Regions from separate parts of the Mus musculus genome. Here region 2 is linked to region 1. Evidence: chromatin contacts called from public HiChIP or PLAC-seq data. All regions are on one chromosome and are shown on one strand. Each heading gives the region's core, a stretch centred on a gene start, on an enhancer-like site or on the middle of the called end of the contact. The rest is flanking DNA. Distances are from core to core; before and after follow the strand shown. Region 1 has its middle 36 kb from the start of Gm51649. Region 2 overlaps BC034090 (cDNA sequence BC034090).

Region 1 (6,841 bases), core at 2,232-4,731:
TCAGGTGGGGTGGGGGTGGAGGCACCCACGTGGAGATGGGGTGGGGTGGGGAGGAGGTGTGGTATGTGGTGCAGTCAGCGGGTGGATGGGGATGGGCGGGGAATGGAATATAGAGTGCAAAAAAATGAATTACAAATAAACTTAAATTTAAAAATAAAATTTTTAAAAAAAAACAGTCCCTGTTTGAAATAACTGTGCATCTCTGACCCTGAGCAGCCCCTAGAGAAAGCTCTCAAGTGTTAAGCTGAAGGGCAAACACCTGGAGTCAGCCACAGACTGCAATGGGACCATCTCTAGGCAACAGGCATCAAGTTCTAGTCACTGACTATTCAAAAACCACATGGCTTTCTGGCAACCATGCTGAGTCTTTGTTTAAAGTCCTTGATGTCTGCTCCTGACTAGCAGATCTAAGCTCCCATGCCTGCATGCCCACAGCTGTCCCTGACCTCCGCCCAGGATTGCGGATTGCTTCTCTACTTAGCCCATGATGACATTCACTGTTGCCAGGAGGACACAGAGAGCAACAGATACCTGCACAATGGAACCAACAGCCATCTCCAAACAGCTTGGATGGCACATCTTTTGCAAGCTATCTCCTCCTTACTAAGTTCTTATTAGAAGTTCTCCTCTCTTATTAGAAGTCCACCAACCTCTGATGAAGGGTACACTGCGGTGCTCACTTAGCAACTGTGGGAGCCGAGGCTCCGTCATTGACCATGCTCCACTGAGAAAGCATGAAGGGAAGATGCCCTTGTTTGCATCTGACATCCCTGACATGTTCCAAAAGCACAGTAGTGAGTGATAGCGAGAGCAGTGGGTCTTTTGAAGCAGTGAGAGAGAGAGAGAGATGGTCTTGTGAAGTCAAGAAGGAAGGTCCCAGGAACGTAGGTAAGACTTCATTTATCCCCACCCCAGTCAAGGTAGCCTCGCCTACAGTCACACCTGCAACTGCAGATGCTTGATCGACTTCATTTTCTTCCACAGCCTCCTCATTTCTGTGTTTAGTTCATGGACAGCTCTGCCTTTGCCTCAATCCTGAGCATATCCTTTGTTTCGTTTTGTTCTCTCCCTCTGCTCCTTCTGCTCCAAACCAACACTGGCATCAGCCCCAGGAACAAATGTTTATTGGGGGCCGCTGTGGGTGAAACACTCCTGGAAATAAGAGTCTGGTCTTCCTGGAGCTGAGACTCCAAAGGAAGAAGGCACAGGACAGAAAGGAAGGCATATGTGTCACAAAGACACAGACATCAGGTAGCACCTCCCTGGAATGTACCCATGCAGAGACCTTGATTGTTCTGCAGAGCACATGGTGTCCGTTGCCCAGGGTCTTCAAAAAGCCAGGCTTCTTGCTTCTTTGTATCTACTCATAGCACAGTTCATCCTCATCCCCTGTGGGTCCTGTATTTATGAATTCACCCACTCACTAAAAGATCTGTAACATCCGAATCAATACTTGTGGCTCATCTGCATATACTCAAAGGTAGAAAAACACTGGACTCACTGCCCACACTCATCTCTAGCTGAGGTGAGACAAGGTAGCTACTTTGTGTCTGCTGTTTCAGATCTTATGCTACAAACAAGTTCTCTCAGTCCACTTCATGTTTCAGTTTTTATGTGGCTGTTGGTGGTTTTGCTCTATAGAATGGCCCTGAGCACAGTGTTGACATGCCTGCTGTCTGGTGCTCTAAGCACAAGGAGATGGAGGCATGCCTCCTAAAGAAAGCGCATGGGTAAGCCTGGCTCAGGCATGAACTACATTGTTGGCTGTGAGCTCGATGATGAAGAATCAACATTATGTATTAAATATGATGTGTAAGAGAAATACACACACAACAAGCTTTCATACTGATCTCCTATTGTAAATGCTGTGAAAGAGGTCCACAGGGACCCAACCCTGCATTTCTACTTTCCTAGAAGCAACAGCACAACATGAGCTATTTTAGCATCTGCAGGTTGCAAGGACCCAGGACAATGTGGATAATAAACTCCCTGACAGTGAGCATCCACTGTAATTGGGGACCTGTCTTAGAGGCAGGAGCATCTAGAATGCAGACAGGGCTAGTTTTCTCCCTGCTCTGCCTAGTGCTCCACTCTGTGGAGACACTAAAGGCTGTCAGCCAAGAAGACTGAAGATCTAGAGCCCTTATCCTCTGAGAAACTATCACCAGGATCCTGGGAGCCCATATTGGGAAGGAAAGGCCCAGCAATCAGCAAACCTGGGAGTGCCTGCATGGAGGAGAGATGCTCAGGCTGGTCTATAAAACCCCAAAGGGAAAGGTGGGACCAGGAGTAGAGTAACAAAGGAAAGATTTCATCTCAGTCCAGAGAAATGCATTCCAACGGTGAGGGAGGTAGCCATACATGAAAACGAGGTCCCTGTCATTTCAGGTGACAGTGACCAGCAGGCTGTACTGAGGAAAAGCAAGCACTGAGTAAATATTTGAGAGTCTGGTGTTCTGTGAAAAGAACCCCACCCCTAATGGGAATCGGGACTCTTCAGGGGAAGATCTCTGTTCTGCCACAAGAATTACCATGCCTCCAATCTCCATACTCTCTGAAAATCAGACAATGCCATCTGCCCTGGGTATTATGTCATGAGGTTCTTGCTGTTGCATGGCTGAGCTGGGGGCGGCTGTCCTCTCCCTCAAGCGGAGTTCTGAGTCCCTGGCTCTGGTGGTTGAGGGGCTGCAGGGAAGAGTCAGAGCATCCTTTATCCCCCCACCCCCAATTCAAGGCAGAGAAGTTTCCATGAGAGCATGCCCCTTCTGTGCCTCAATCTGAGCTGAAAGCATCGGCAGGGGGATCAGTCCTCTTTCTGATCATTTTAAAACTGTAAACCTCCATGGGAAAATGATTTGACTGTCAAGAGAAAATACGAGAATGGAAAGCAAAATCTCTGTCACTGTCACTGTCACTGTGCTCCTGTGAAGAACTCAGGGAAGCCGTTCAAGTGCTCTGTATGGTGATGGCAGGAGCCAAAAGGTGGCACTCACCCTCCCGCAAAGGCTCCCTCCACCTCACACACTTCCTTCCCAGCACCAAGGCATCTAGAGATAGACAAGCAAGAAATTCCAGAGGGGAGCCGTGCTTCCCAACAGCTACTGTGCCTTGTGACATCTCTCAGGTCCCCTGTGTCCTTGCAGGGGGCCAGGGCACACAGATCACATGCATGGCCCATTGGGAAAGCTGGTATTTGCTGCCTTGAATTCTGTATCTCAAAGTCCCAAAAAAAGGACAGGAGCTAACCAATCAAGTGAAAAGTATTCAATAGACTGAGGCTCTGCAGTGATGTGCTCAGAGACAACACCAAAACCCGAGAGTAGTCGCCATTCTGAGGGTGAACATTCATGGAGGAGAAAGGAGACACACATAAAAATTGTCATCAGCCAGTCACTTAACTGAGAGAACCAGAAGGTGCCACAGGCCATAGCAGTGCATAGAAACTGAAAGTTGCAGGAGTTCCCGTTTGGGGATGCTGTGTGTGGGAAAACAGATGTGACTCTGCTGGTCTGCACTGCCCACAAAGATAGCTGCTCACTGCATGTATTATATGTGTGTGTGTGTATGTGTGTGTGTGTGTGTGTGTGTGTGTGTGTGTGTGTGTGTGTGTGTGTGTGTGCAGCTGAGTTTCTCTGTCACATAGTCACAATCAAACTGGGTAGGAAACAATCCAACTAGGTAGGAAACAGTAGGCCAACAGCCAGTGGCTCCCATGTCAGCCAGAGAATTTCCATCACTTTCCACCAGGAAGGTTTGTCATGTAGCTCTAGACCCTACGGATGACCTACTTCACCATCCTTCAGATGTTCTACAGGGAACTTCAAATTGACTCTCAAGCTTTAGATGAGGGATAAGCCCTTGCCTGGGTCTTGGGACTCATTTTGGTAGTCTCACCTCACTGGTGATGTGTGGAAGATCCACAGAAGAAGCTTTGTCCAAGCCCTGTCACAAGCTGTTCCCTCCAGCAGCTAGCTAAGCCCCTTCTTGCCTTCGACAGCTTAACTCCTCGCCTGTATGGTTCAGTCAAAATGTCTTTTCCTTGGGGTCCCGCTTATCTCCATAGATAAGACTGACCTCTAAGACTTCTCAGAGAAGTCTGGTTTGGCCATCGGAGCATCACTATCGGTGGTATACTGGTGGTACCTACAGTAATTGCCCACAAAACTGCCCTACATGTAGTAGCCTTTCCCCAAGGAATTGTTGGATAGAGGGATGTGTGTGTGTGTGTGTGTGTGTGTGTGTGTGTGTGTGTGTGTGTGTGTGTGTGTGTGTTTAGACGTGTGCACACATGGATGCATGAACGGATGCATTGAGAAGAGTGGATGGACCAATGGCTGTGTGTATGCACAGATCATGAACAGCCTTGCAATGTGTTATTACAAGTCTTGCCTTGTTAGTTGACAAAAAAAAATGGTTTATAGATTATAGGAAAGCAGGCTCCCCATTTTCCTAACTCATCATGTTATCTGTCTCGACTCCATTTGCTTGTAGGCAACACATACTATTATGAGAGGAAGGAAAGACTCCTAGGAAGGAAGTAAATAGAGAAAGATAAATAGAGAAAGACGAGGGAAGGGAGGGAGGAGGGAATGAAGCGAGGGCTGGAGGAAAATCAAAGCTAAGGGGAGGTAGGTGAGGAAGTAAGGGATACCAAGTCTCTGCTAGGAGACAGGAGAAACAGTGAGATTGCTGCGGAAAAGAATAGCTGGAGCGTTAATGGCAGGGAGCTGTCAAGCTTTGACTGCTGTACTGGAACAATCATCTCCCATCACCAAGCCAAGGATGAGCCTGGAATGCTCCCCTGAGTGGCCTCATCTCTACCACCCGATTTCCCCAACTCAGTGAAATGAGAAATTCTCACAAGTGCAAATTAAGCTTTTTATGACAATTAGCAGCCTCACACGGGCCTCACCTGCCTTGATGGAATGTGATATTTCATCTGAAGCGTTCCTAATCATAACCCAGTGGGGGAGACTGGGAATGAGTTCACTGGCTGCTTTACGTGCGGTGATTTTTATCCTTTCCTCTTCCTAGTGGTCCCCAAGGAACTCAAGGCGGTTTACAAACTTCTAATTCTCAGGACACTCTGGAAGCCAGGGAGGTCAGAGCTACATGACAGGCTTCAGCACCTTTCTTTGCTAGACAGAAGAGACTCACCCTGTCCCTAGAGCCTACTCTTTTGAAGCTTAGGGAGGGAGGGGTGCCATTACCAGTGATATCACTAAAAGAACGAAGGCAAATGAGGCATGAGGCAGCAGGGATGAGCACGTGTGTCCTTGGTGAAGAGGAAGGAGGCAGGGATGCGGGAAGAGTGCTAAGGCTGAACACAGAACAGAGCTTGGACAGCAGGCGGGGGTGGGGCGGGATGGAGATGGAGCAGGACATGTCTGGGAGGATCTTGAACTGGGAGCACTGGGAGTGAGGACATCTCTTCCAACATAGAAGGAGAAGCATAATGGGTGCCAGAGGAGAGCAGGTATTAAGAAGGAGCACTTTAGCCAGTCATGGTAGTGCACATCTGTAATGGCCAGCTTTGAACCAGTCATGGTGGTGCACATCTGTAATGGCCAGCCTAATGGGTTAATACATTGAAAGACCCTGTATCAAAAGCCAAAGATATGAGGGGAGGAGGAAGTAGGGAGGTGGAGCTGGAGGAGAGAGGATGAGAAGAAGAGGAGAGCATTTTAAGATAAAAAGGAAAACCCAGAAATCATTTTTTTCATAAATTTCTATTTTGAGCATGGCCTTGCAATGTAGCTCTGGCTAGCCTAGCACTTGCTTAGGTTCACCATGAATTCAAAGCGATCCTCTTGTCACAGTCTCCTCAGATTACCAGAAATGACAAATTTATAGGCGATGATAGCAATCACTGGGGGACACTGTGATGTGTTTCTTTCTGTCTGAGTCTCCTTCTCATCCCTATTCCACTTTCCAGCAAAGGTACCCCAATGCAAGCATTAGACACTAGACTATTGCCAGCCTGGCAGGAGCAGAGCAGACCCGTAACGGACATTGAAGTAACACAGATTATGAATGCTCACTAGAAGCATTGAGGGACAACATAAATTTAAATGTGGTCCCTTTGCTATCTGCTGAGTACCTGTGTAAAACAGAGTGGAGAATAAGGTAGACTCTCATGTCCCAGGAGACAATCCCCACCACTTGTAAGTCTAGAACCTCGAGACCCAGTGGTTTTAATCATTGCCAAGGTTCAGGAGCACCTTGGGTTTCATTGTGTGCTGTGTTTTCTACTTTAAATTCTTCACTCTGTATCTAGTTACCATCCTAGCCCAAGTCACCATTTTTCATGCCCCTCCCTAACTATTCAAAGAACCTCTCCACGGCTCACCCTGCCTCTACTCTTGGCTTGCCCACAAGTACCTATCTTCCTGAAGCCAGAAGGATATTTTTTTAAAAGTCTATACATGACTTTTTATATCCTTTTGGGGAATACAAACAGTAGTACCTACTGCCACACGCAACTGACACTACCTTCCTTCTTCTTACCAATTCTAGCCACCCTGGTCTCCTATGTTGTTTTTAATACATTAGCATCTTCCATCTCAAAGCCATCTGCAATTGCTGTTCCTTGGCTTCAAGACACTCTTCCAGGCTGGCTCAACATGATGTCAGTATTCTGGATGACCTCTCTTTCCCCTGTCCCAACCAGCCCCCTCCTCAGTTACTCCCTTAGAAAGACCTAGGAGTGATGTAGGAAACTTCACAACTTTCTACTCTTCCCTTGCTCCATACTGTCCTGCCAGAGATCTCCTCCCCTCTCTTGTTTCAGCTCTTGCCTTCACACTCAGCCCAGCAGCTGTAGTCCCACACTCCCTGGGCT
Region 2 (6,841 bases), core at 1,503-4,002, 400 kb after region 1:
AGGGCATGAGCTGGATGTATCCTGCATCGTAGGGCTCCACAGACCCCAGTGGACCAGGGCCCATGTCCTCAAGGAGGTTCTAAGAATCAGGCTGTAGCAAGGAGAGCCACGCAGACTCTGCCAGGTACCCCGTGAAAGTAGAAGCCATCCACTCCGCTCCCGCGGGATGTCTCACAAGCCTCCTATCTGTCCGCCCTCAGCTAAGGGAATAGAGAAACTTATCAACAACAGGCCACAAGAAGAAGAGAAGCCAAACAGTGATGTGTGGGGTGAAGCAGGGTGGGACTAGGCACTTATTTTAAATAGTTTCCAGGGAAGAGCTCTTTGGCAGAAAACAATCTTTATACCAAGGGCCAATGACAGGAAGGAGTCAGGCCCTTAAGCCTGAAGTGAGAACTGTTAGAGCACAGAACAGCTGGGACCTCTGTCTGAGCAGAAACAAATGTGATGAGTTCAATGACAGCAGCCAGGTAGGGAGAGAAGCAGGAAGGGGTGTGCGGTGAAGCCAGGCAGGCAGGGAAGTCCCACCACGCCAAGCACTGTCAGCCCCGGGAAGAGGAGAGGAGAGGCTACTGTGGGGCTTTAAGTAGGACAATGATACCATTTAATTGGGTTCTAAAAAAATATTCCCTTGTGCAGCTAAGAAGCGAGACAGCTTAGACCAGATGGTAGAGAGAGGGGCTGGGGGCTGGCGAGGGCTGCCGGTGGGTAAGGGAGGGAAAGCAGGAGGAGGCAGATCGAGGTCTAAGCTGTGGGGACAGCACCACAGCTGCTGGGAAGGGGGTGTGGGGAAAGCAACCGTGGTGTTTTTATTGAGGGAACAGCTAGATACTTGAGAGAGATGTCCAGGAGGAACTGGCCAGACAGTCCTCACATTGTGGCAACCGTCCAGACCTGTCTGGGCCGTCAGGAGGCCGAGTGCTGTGTGCAGTCACAGGATACAGTCTGGAGCTGGGAAAGCCCTTACAAGTACCAGGTTTGCCTAGGCTTTGAACTTGGTCCAAGGAGGTTCCAGCAAGGTCTCAGGTGGCTAGGCCTCAGCTGGTGCAAGGAAGGGGATCAGTTTGCATCCTGGGAGCACCTTGAGGGCTGTGGCCCTCAGCTGTATCATTAGTAGCTGGGGCTCAAGGGTGGGGATATTACTCCGTGCCTCAATGAAGTCCGTCAGATAAAGAGAATTAGCAAAGGTGGGGCTGGAGTAGGTCAAGTGCATAGAAGTGGCATAGAAGCCTGAGGACCTGAGTTCAGATCCCCAGTGCCCACTTACAAGCCAGGCCACGCAGAGCAGCACGTCTGTAACCCCAGTTCCAGGAGGCAGAGACAATGTGGGTTGGGGGTTCAAACACACGGTGTGAGGCAACTAAGTAAGATTCCCCCAATGTTAACATCTGGCCTGTATATATACTTAGATACGTACAGCCATGTGTCCCCAGACACACGTGTACCCGGTTTTCCCTATGAGCACACATGTACAACACACACACACACACACACACACACACACACACACACACACACACACACACAGAATTAGGGAGGGTGGTTTAGGGCACCAGGATGTGGTCTAGGGCCTTCTGGGTCTGGAAGAGGAAGTTAAGAGACACTATGCTCCAGGTGGTATGTCCCCATCCAGCATGCCTTATGTCGTCAGGGCTTGCTCCTGCCACTCACCCAGTGGGCACATGGCCCCCAGAGCTGGATCCTGTCCTCTGTGAACCTCCTCCCCACTCCTGGCTGCGCTCAGGCTCCTCTGAGGTAAGGGCGAGGGTGATGGCTGTAGAGTTGACAGTGGCGATATCCACTGACTGGAGAGAGTCCTGGAGTGTTCCTGCAACAGCCACAGAGCCGCCCCTGCTACATGACTGTCCCCACAGGTCACACGGGGGAAAGGCCCATTTCCCAGCCTGACCTGAGGAGCAGGAGATGCCGGGGAGAGGTGGGAGCCGTAGGAGCAGAAGCAGTAGAAGCCCAGGAAGCAGTCAGTGAAGGAGGCGGGGCTCATCCTTGAGCATCTGCTAAACTGGAAACTTTGAGGATAAGAGTGGGGGTGCTATGGAGGACTGTGGACTACTGTTACCCCATCACCCAGCTGGGCACCTAATAAGTATTTGTTAAGTGTTAGTTACTTGTGGTAGGTCATGCCCATTCCGTGTCAAGGGACACAGTCGAGAACTGGGGAAACAATCTAAAATTGCCACAGCTTTTACTATAGCTTCCATCTTGGGTCCATTGTATGCACTTGGTGATATGAAGGGTGACTGAACCCTTCATAGACTTGCCCTGTGGTTCCCACGAGACAGGCTGTATCTTAACCCTCCCCGTCTAGATAAGAAAACATGAGGATAGAGAGAGGAAGCGGTTACCCAGGGGCCCTGTCACTAATAAGAGAATCCTCACTAAGTTCTCAAGGAAGTGCAGACTCAGGGTTCCCAGAAAGGTCACTGCATCTCAGAAGGTCTGCAGGACGTGGCTAGGTTCACACCAGCCTGGAGCCCACACAGGAGAGGGAGGCACAGCTGAGCTCGGTGTGGAGGGCGGGAGATGGGTGGAGGCAGAACAACTAGGGGGGAGAGGCTTTGCCTCAGCAACTTCACTGCTGTCCGCTGGGATCACAGCAGTGCGGATCAGAGCGGGCACAGAATCTGCCCACGGCGAGACTCCTCCTCCCTAGGGCAAGGAGCTTTGGCAGCCTTGCCCATTAGAATCTACTAGCAGGTCGGACAACCAGGGCCACGGAGGGATCAGAGCGGCAGCTTGCTGTAGTGCTCCCCCTGCTGGTCACTGCACCCCACAGACACGTGTGACCACAGAGAACCTTAAGGGCAGGGAGCCTGCTTGAGTAATTTCCCACAGTGCGCAGGACAGGTCTGAGCTTGTACAGGGTGCATGACCAACAGTGAACAAGGCAGTGCAAAGCACAGAAGAGAGAAGGTGGAAGAGGCAGGTGACTGTCGGTAGTCACTCTTCTAAACAACAGTAGATTACTCATAGTTTACAAGAGTCAAATGCCCACAAAGCCTGGCCCCAGCAGCTGTGGACTGAAGCTTCCCCTACACACCCCAGAGTTCCCATCTGGCTCCATCCCCACCGAGGTCCAAGCCCCTGCTCCCCATCCCCCAAGCACAGAACACTGGCTAACTTGCTCCATGCTCTTGCTAAGTCCTGCACCCAGCTGGTGCTCCCCTACATCCTGCAGGCCTGCTGCTGCTCTGAGGGATCCACAAGGTGCTGGGGGCTGGGGGGAGGGGGAGTTATGGGCCTTATCCTAAGGTGATTAGGATGGAGAGCAAATGACAGCAGTCCTTACCATCTCCATTGCTCTCCAGAGGCAGCACAGGCTCCTGACAGCACTGGTCCTTTTCAGATCTATTCCTGTGGACAGCCACTCCTGAGGGCCCCTGCAGCCCTAGAGGGATGCTGCTGCTGGAGTTGTTGTTGAACAGGTCCAGCAGTGGATGCTTGACTTGGGGGCTACAGGGTTGGGGTTGGGGTCGCGTGAGAACCACAGTTCTTGGAGGGGACACAGGCAGGGGGCTATCCATATGCTCTGCCTGGTGTTCCTGCCAGTGATGCCCCTTCTGGACTGACTTCCTCGGAGGCATAGGGCAGAGGGATTTCCTCAAAGAAGGAGGGGTTGGCACTTCCTCGGGGAGGGTCAATGTTGACTGTGAGGCTGGGAGGGGTGCAGAGGGCTCTTCATGGCTCCGTTGGAGGGGAGAAGTGCAGAGAGTTTTCAGAGACTCATGGCTTTCAGGAACTTGGTCTGGTGGTTGGCCTGATCCTGAGGACCCACGTGTCTTGGAAAACGGCACAGCATAAGCTGTCCTGCATGGAGATCTGCAGTCCTCGGGGTGGGCACAGTGACTTCCTGACCGAGGTCCAAGCTGCCCCTGGGACCAAGGTCTCTTAGGTTCCAAGGCAGGTTTAGGCACAGCATCTTCCTCTGGAAACAGAGTCCCCTGAGGTATGTGTCCACTGGCTTCTCTCCCCTCCCCTCCTACAACCCCATCATCAAGCTGGGGCAGGTGAGACCAGGCCTGAAGGCCGCAGGGCAGCTCCGCCTCAGCCTTTCTGGACCACCTGGGACCTCCCTGGGGCCTAGACCCATGCCACCGCTGCTGGGGGCTGCTCACTCGGATCTGCTCACCTGCCCTGCTAGACTGAGAGGTCCTGGCATCAGTACCATCTTTCCAGCTGTCTGAACTGTGGGTGCTGTCCAGGGCAGAGTCCTCCTCTTCCTCAGGGTGTGTGGCAACAGTGTCTGTGATGTGTGTTTCCCGGATCCATTCTGTGTGGAGCCCTGGGAATGGGGAGCTCAGACCATGGGAATTACAGGGCCCCAGCAGTACTGCCTCTGCCTCACAGGCAGCCTGGAGACTCCGGAGGACTCTCAGGTCAGAGGCTGCCCTCTCCTCAGCAGGGCAACGCTCCTCCAGACAGCTGCCACAGGCTGGACACTTCCTCTCATTGTCCCAAGGAGGTGGTGGTACAGGGAAGTTACTCTGGTCCAGGCAGCCCACGGCCCTATGAAATGAGCTATTCCCTACAATGCGGTTAATGTAGTTGGTTAGGTCGGGTTTGGAGCGTAGAGGTCCTTGGTCCACAGCATGGAGCACTGTGCTTAACACTTGACGCTGGCGCTGCTGAAGCCGGTCCAGGTACCGGAATTCAGCCTCGTGGGCAGACTCATCTTCAAAACGGACATGAGACAGGGGCATTTCTTGCTTGGGCCACTGCCCATTGCTGGACTCTATGCTGGAGGGGTCATTCAAGTTCCCATTCTGGAGGTTCTCTCTGTAGGCAGAGGTGGTCCTCAATTCCGGGGCTGGGCTTCTCTGGCCATTTCTAGTGAAGAGACAGGAGAAAAGTCACATGCAGGGAGGTGGAGAGGATAACCAGTGTGCCCTGGATGTGCTCTGGCCCAGGCCTCACCACTCTGGGGCACATTCTCCCATGGTGCCTGACGGTACCAACAATCCACAAGGTTACCCCCAGTCAGGCTCCCGGGAAGACACGTGACAAGCCCCAAGCCCTGCAGGATGAGCACATCTCAAAACATCTGAGTACACAGCTGCTCAACAAAACTGATACATCCTTCTTTATTTTTAACTCACTCTCTACTGCTGGGCTCAGCATGAGTTAACAAGAAAAGCTACTAAGCCAGGGACTATGCAGAAGAAAGAAGGCAGACCTTATGTGCACTCTGTGTGTGCATGTGTGTATACATGTGTGTGTATGTGTGCATGTGTATGCACGTGTGTATACGTGTGTGTGTATACGTGTGTGTGTGTGTGTGTGTGTGTGTGTGGGTGTGTGTGTGTGGACAGTGACAGATTGTAGAAACATGTTCAGTCAGTCCTGTGTGAGGAGCTCTACATCTGGAGATTCAACCAGTCACATAATAAAAACATTTGAAAATAAAACTCTGGATCTGTGTGTCCGTACAGAACACATAGGGACTTTATTTTCTTTGTCTTCCCTTAAAAGCAGTGGTTCTCAACCTTCCTAATGCTGCGACCCTTTAGTACAGTTCCTCATGGTGTGGTGACCCCAACCACAAAATTATTTTATTGCTACTTCATAACTGTAATTTAGCTACTATAATGAATTGTAATGTAAATATCTAATATGCAGGATATTTGATATGTGACCCTTGTGAAAAGATCATTCAATCCCAAAAGGGTTGTGGCGCACAGGTTGAGAACCACTCAACAGTACAAAATAGAAGATAGCCCTTAAATACTACAAAGCAGCTACCACTGCAAAGCACTTCTGTGCTTAAAGGCTGTGGGTAATCTAGGGATGCACAGGAGGATGTGGCTAATCGGGGTGTAAAAGCTACACTCTTTTATGTCAAGGGTTCTGGTATCCAAGGGGGCTCCTAGAACCCGCCCCCTGTGACCACTGAGGAGCAGTTTGAAGTGCTGAAAAGCCTCTGAGGGAAGTCTCCATGGGTATTCTGTGGGCCTGGAAGTCTGGGACTTGGAGCATCCCTGACCTGAGGATCCCACACAGGATCCCTCAGGCCTTGCTGGGATGGGCTGCACCTGGGCAGACCCTGGTGCCTCTCCTAACACAACGGCAGAGCTCCTGCCCTAGTCCCTACCTCACACACCAACGCTGCCTTCGGATGCACACTGCTGTGCTTCATATCCTTTTTAGCTTTAGCTCTGGAAAATGCTAGCTGGTGGCCAGATCCTGCTCAGCTGCACACAAATGCCATCTCAGGACCCAACAGCCAGGTAACAGACCCACGGCCCACATTTCTTCCTTTTCCTGCTGGAGTTTTCCCCACTGACTGACCCACGGACTAAGTCTTTGGGACTGACTTATGTCACTATCCCCATGTGGTGGCCTCTTATCCTGTTTCCCTCCTGACTTGGTCCCTCATGGAGTACAGCTGACATCACAACACCCACCAGCAGGCCATAGTGACAGCATCTGGGGTAAACAATCAAGGCCCTCACTGCTTCCAGCTCTGGCTCCATCCTTTGTAATGTCAAAGGCCACAAATCACGTGCCTGACGGGACATTTAAATATGTGCCACACTCAAACCTGTCACTTTGAGCATGTGTCCTCCTTGTTTAATAAGCTCCCCTTCGCTTCACAAAGGCTGATCCTAAAAACCCTTTTCTACACAGTACGTCTGGAGCGTGGCTGAGCCTGGGCGGAGATCTCTGAGAAGTTCTCAGATTGCGACGACTACAGGCACCATCTCCAATGGCTGGTAACACAATATCCACTTAGTAGGCCCTGGCACCTAGATACTTGCTCAAACATATTCTGGATGTTACTGCAGAGGGCTTTTTTGTTGTTGTTGACAAAATTAACATTTAACCT

What was found. HiChIP or PLAC-seq counts read pairs in DNA pulled down with a chosen protein or histone mark.
Region 2: an H3K4me3 HiChIP or PLAC-seq map of the 230-238 cell line shows a contact between it and region 1, with 8 times the contacts expected there. The contact joins two enhancer-like sites. A contact is called at or near these places in 1 of 39 promoter capture datasets (pre-B cells), 3 of 115 datasets of contacts at active chromatin or transcription factors (the 230-238 cell line, differentiating embryonic stem cells and large pre-B cells) and 3 of 9 other capture datasets (adipose tissue, liver and pancreatic islet).

What each region holds. Positions count from the first base shown.
Region 1 is chr1:154,819,825-154,826,665 of GRCm38.p6, forward strand. It overlaps a transcript of Cacna1e not described here. Among named protein-coding and RNA genes, the nearest start is that of Gm51649, 36 kb to the left of the region's middle. Within about 2 kb of position 3,482, at least 26 of the 459 cell types and tissues checked have an H3K27ac peak or open chromatin away from gene starts, as enhancers often do. A contact at or near this core is called in the 230-238 cell line, where this site is marked.
Region 2 is chr1:155,221,604-155,228,444 of GRCm38.p6, forward strand. BC034090 (cDNA sequence BC034090) reads right to left here. Exons shown (of 10, transcript NM_001370865.1): 5 at 3,308-4,845; 6 at 1,672-1,828. Among named protein-coding and RNA genes, the nearest start is that of Gm31102, 18 kb to the right of the region's middle. Within about 2 kb of position 2,753, at least 166 of the 459 cell types and tissues checked have an H3K27ac peak or open chromatin away from gene starts, as enhancers often do. A contact at or near this core is called in the 230-238 cell line, where this site is marked.